Regions from separate parts of the Gossypium hirsutum genome. Here region 1 is linked to region 2. Evidence: chromatin contacts called from public Hi-C data. All regions are on one chromosome and are shown on one strand. The core of a region is the stretch at or near the end of the contact, and the rest is flanking DNA. Distances in the headings are between cores, read along the strand shown.

Region 1 (2,700 bases), core at 123-2,622, 230 kb after region 2:
ATGAGTGAAATGTTGAACTTTCACATTAGGAAACAGCATAATCCACTCTGTGTTAGCCACTCTTCTGTCGAGACGTTCTTGAATATTTGTCTCTGGTAAATTACCCCTCTCCCAAGTGAACCAGCGGCCCACAAAACCCACATCATATAGGTGACAATCTTCAAGCATTTTCCTGAATAACTCCATCCTTCTTTCATCTCTAGGTAGTCCTCATTTCTTCTCGAATCCATACATGATTTTGTTAAAATCGCCACACACCAACCATGGAATTGCCTCACCCACTGCTAATTTCTTCAAAACTTCACATGAATCGTTTCTGTCCTGTGCATATGAAGAACCATAAAAGCCTGTAAATCTCCATTTAACTCCTTTTTCTTTATCTTCAACTAACACATCAATGTGTCTTTTAGAAAAACTACGTAGTATTAAATCCGTGTCAGTTCTCCATGTTAAACATAAACCTCCTCTCGTACCCTCAGCTGCAACTTCAATCCCGTGTAAGAAACCACATCTTCTACGAACAATTTCTAACTATTTTATACTTAATTTTGTCTCCATGAAAAAGACTATTTGGGGATTATTTATCTTCAGTAAATACCGAAGTCTTTTAACCGTCCGTTGTCTCCCCAAACCACGGACGTTCCAACTTAAGATTTTCATTGCTTCCGGTCGGCTGACCTTTTGGCAGTCGCCGATGATAAAAAGGTAGTGTCCTCCATCTCAACCCTGTTCCGTTTTTCCCCTCATCCCCAATAAAAGTTTCATCTTCCACGTCATACTCTATAGCTACTTTTCCTTGAAAGGATCTTAATCTTTCCTTCCCATAACCAATAGATGATCCTCCCCCAAAGCAACCCACAAGCTAATAATCTATTCCTTCTTTTTGTGTAGATGGTTCTTCCTGGACAATCAAAATTTCTTCTTCTTCATTAATCGAAAGATTTGCTAATCCGGTCTCCATACTTGCAGGATCTGTACAAAAACGATGGAACTCGCCCGCCTTCAAGAGAACAGAGAGGGAATATTCAGAAATTGACGATCATCAAGATTTGAAACAAATAAAACACCAGAACGAAAACAACCAAAAAACCTAATAACTCATGCCAGAGGCGGCAGACAATGCGTGCTAGGGCAGCAGACTATTACTATTTCATACTCTCAATTGCATAATGACTTTTTTAGTTGTTCAACTTAATATATATGTTTCATATTAATTTCAAACTAGATATTTCATTATTTAATAGATGTTATAATGACCCAATTTTATCTGGTCCAGACAAAAATAAATAAATAGAAATAATAGAGTCCATTAACAAAAGTCCATTTACAAAATCCTAAATACCCAAGACACCTAAGTCCAAGCCCAAAAAACCTAAACTAATCAAAAAACTCTAGATCCCCTATGCGCCGCTGTTTCTGGCCATGTCAGTGAATACATTGCCTGAGGATTGCCTCCATTGCCATCATTTCACTGAAATGGCAAGGGTGCGACTCCCTATTGTCGTTGACCACCATAACGACTTGCAAGAAGAAAGAGACAGAAACAGTAACAGAAACAACAATAAAAAAAGGAAAAATAAAAATGAATATCCTGTAATATGTTCGGCTATAAAAGCCATAACAACAAATGCATCTTTTTACAGACAATCGAAAGAGAAATACAGAAAGAAACTATAATAGTTTTTTTTAAAGGTATTTTTCTTTTTTTATTTTTTCGAATATTGCATATATATATAAAAGAATACGAAAGGTTTGTTTTTACCTCTATTACTGTCGTCGGAGTCTTCTATGGCTTAGAAGGCTGCAAAACCCTTGGGGGTTCGCCTAAGGCCGCGTCAGAGGACGACTAGAAACCGAAAGGGCCATTTTTTTGTTGTTGAACTTTGACCGGAGCTAGGGATTTTGACCCCAAATTCGAATTCCCCAAAAGATAGGGACAAAAGGCTTTTTTTTGCGATCTTCGGCCATCAGAGGCAGCAGTCTCTGTTGTCGATGATCGATGGCCACAGTTGAGACTCGCCAACACCAGGGCCGGATATGGAAGGGATGAGAGAAAAAAAGGGGCCTAAAGTTTTTTTTTAAAAGAATAAGTTTAGAAATGATTTTTTTTTTAGAACTTTTTGGTATATATAAGGACCAGGATGCAATGTCGTTTTGGCTAGGCTCTAGAGGCCCCAAAATGACATCGTTTTAAACACAACCCAATGACCCAAACCAAATTCCCTTAGGATCCGTACGTTTTCAAGGGGAGGGTCTAATTGCTTATTTGACCCTCCATCTTTTTTGTTATTTTACAATTTCATCCTACAATTCATTATTTAATTTCTATTTTTTCCCTTTTATTTTACTCTTGTGCAATTTAGTCCCTTGACCCACTATTGACCCTCCGAGGGAAGGACACGTGTAATATGGGTGGGATAACTACCCATTTGGTTCTTGTTCCTTTTCGTATGTTCTATTTTAGTCCTTTTTTTTGCTTTATTTATTTATATAATTCATACTTTAAATTTCATTTAAATTTCCATTTAATCATTCATTTATTTAATTTCACCCCTTTACTTACTTTTTTTTAGCACTTAAAATTTATGATGTTTATATTCTTTTTTTATGCATTTTTTAGGTGGTTATTACATATTTTTATTTATTTATTTATTTTGGTATTATGATAGTGATATGACTATTGCTATTAGTATTATGAAT
Region 2 (2,700 bases), core at 7-2,506:
ATCTGCTCATCAAGAGGCCCAATATGCTGACCTGCATGCAACCCAAACTGATGCACATTATGTTTCCAATTAACAGGCCTAAAATACTGGTTGTTAGTTGGCCCAAAATAGTGCCCAGTTTGCCGCCCAAAGAACTAACTATGCTGTTGCCCATGAATCGGCCCAAAATTCTGACGAGAATCTGACCTACGATACTGCCCAGCAGATTGGCCTGCATAATGCGGCCTATGCCTTTCATAACACCCAGACGGGCTAATAGACCACTGCCCATTTGAATCCCCTGCAAAACCAACTTCATTCTATCACAAAAAAACCTAGCTTGCGACGCTCTAACCTTTTCTTGTCGATTATACACGGACGGTGAAAACCTCAGCATGGTGGAGGTATTTGGACCATCATAAGACCGATTAAAACGATAGAAGCATCGTTGCACTATGTGGCCAAATCGATTGTAAATCTGGCACTGCATGCGCGACCAGGAGCCACGCCCTCGTAGACCCACTGTCGTTCGACCTTCGCCCGAACCAGAATCAACAACTGCAGTGACATCAGATGCCACAACATGGTTAGCTTGAATGGGAATCTCACGCACAGCCCGCACCTGACGGCTTCCAAATTCCAGGAGTACATTAACCAAACGGCTAAAAGGAAGGGGCTCTGGTGAGAAAGAAGCCAATGTTAGTAGGACATCAAAATCTGATAGGAGCCCAGCCAAAACAACTTCCACATTTTCAGCATCTGATATCACCGATCCAAGTCTACAAGTAAAGCACAGGTATTCTCTATTCTTGAAATATATACTGTCATAATTAACTCACCTTTTTTTAGGGAATGAAGATCATGTTTGATGCGAGAGATTTTCACACTGGTTGACGCAGCAAAAAGGCGATTTGTAATGTTCCAGCCATCACAAGCAGACTGAGCAGAGGTAAAGCATGATAAAAGTGATGAGCTAATCGTGCTTAGGAGCCAAGAAGTCAATAGCTTATCCTATTGATTGAACATAACTGCCTCTGGGTTTGGAACTAACGTACCTTCTAAAGACGCAAGAAACTAAGACGAAGCAGACAAAATTCCTTCCAAAAAATTTTACAGCTCATATCCCTCAACTATCAGTCTGATATGTTGCTGCCATTGAACAAAGTTATTGCCCTCTAACTTCATCATGTCATGATGAGGGAAGGATTGAACCAAACATTGACCGAAAAACGCAGAACTCATAGGATCAACGAAATTAGAATCGGCTGATGGTGCCATAATCGCAACAACAGAAGCACGTACCAAGACTAAGCAACTGATACCATGTAACAAATATAGAAGAATTCTTTAGTCTTTATTCTCTAATCTTAATCAATACATTCTTGAGGTTTTATTTACACATGAGAACCACCTGCTTAATGAACTGCTTAACAGGCTTTCTACCAAACTAACTACCTTATTAACTGTTTAACATTTAGCAAAATTCCAAAATTCTAAAGATTATGAGAAGGTTTTATCACAAGGACCATGGATTATCTTCGGGCAATACTTGACGGTTCAACCTTGTACTATTGATTCAATTCAACAAGTCCCTATCCTAGTAATGTCCTGGCTTGGATTAGACTCCTAGGGTTGCCTAGCCATCTCTATAAAAAAGAGGTATTAGGGAACTTGGGGGAATGGTGGGGAAGGTTACCAAATTGGATTTTAATACAGACAACCAAATAAGGGGTCGATACGTGCGAATGGTTATTTTTATCAATCTGGAGAAACCTCTTATCTCACAAGTCCTCATCAATGGAAATCTTTAATGATTTGAGTACAAAAGCTTATTGATTTTCTTCTTCTCGTGTGGACAGTATAGCCACTCCAAGAATGGTTATCCGCATATACAAGCAACAGGGAACATATCAGAAGAATATACTCTGACAATCAAAAACCCATGACCAGATGCAGACTTGACGATCTAAAACGATGATTTCAGTCATTGGATGCTGGTGGAAAGGAGATCCAAGTGTAACTCACGTGAATAGAACAAACTTGGAAAGAATGGAGAAGGGGAGAAATTTTCGGGGTCGAGATTTCATGCCTTATTTTTCAATGTTGATTCTTTAAGGAGTAATTTCGGGAAAAAAGAGAGATATTCGGCCATGGAAAAATGGGAAATAAATTGTAAATGTAGATTTTGGGAAGATATTATCAAGGTGAAAGAAATCTGAAGTTCGATCTCGGGAAAGGTTAGTGGGTTCTTTAATTAACAAAAATTCTACTTCTATTTTGAATATTTCTAGGTCCAATACTCGTAACAAGGGCCCAAGTAAAAAACAAGTGGGCTATCGATTGGGCAGAGTTCTAGGTCCAGCAGTGCACCTGGACCAAAGGAGCCTTTGAAGGACCATTTGATAGGTGGGGCGATCCAACCCAACACTGGGAAAACCGATACTGCTGATGACAATTCTGCTGGAATTCTTGATTGAGAAGTTAGAGATTTGGGTGATAAAATGCTCACGGTTCCTGCAGGTTTTAATGATAAAAAATTTTAATCCTGCATTTGAAGAAGTAGAAGTTCGGGCAGTGACCACAAATGAAAGCATTCTCAACTCCAATTATCATTCGATAATTACCTTTCAAGCAACCTCTAGCTTGAATTTGACTGGGACAAAGGGCGTTAATAAAGCTGCTAAGTTAAGAAATACTTTTAACCCGATTAATAGTCACGAT

What was found. A called contact is a pair of places that touch in the nucleus more often than the background predicts.
Region 1: a Hi-C map of leaf shows a contact between it and region 2, with 2.8 times the contacts expected there. The contact joins the enhancer-like site here to the promoter of LOC121218408 in region 2. A contact is called at or near these places in 15 of 34 Hi-C or Micro-C datasets (callus, fibers, hypocotyl and 3 more).

Annotation. Positions count from the first base shown.
Region 1 is chrD06:41,515,884-41,518,583 of Gossypium_hirsutum_v2.1, forward strand. It overlaps LOC121218541 (a long non-coding RNA gene), which reads left to right. Exons shown (of 2, transcript XR_005914922.1): 2 at 1-136. Among protein-coding and RNA genes, the nearest start is that of LOC121218541, 3.7 kb to the left of the region's middle. Within about 2 kb of position 1,373, at least 8 of the 9 cell types and tissues checked have an H3K27ac peak or open chromatin away from gene starts, as enhancers often do. A contact at or near this core is called in fibers and leaf, where this site is marked.
Region 2 is chrD06:41,290,505-41,293,204 of Gossypium_hirsutum_v2.1, forward strand. It overlaps LOC121218408, which reads right to left and starts at 1,257. Exons shown (of 3, transcript XM_041095582.1): 1 at 1,111-1,257; 2 at 819-990; 3 at 1-657. The coding sequence starts at 1,257.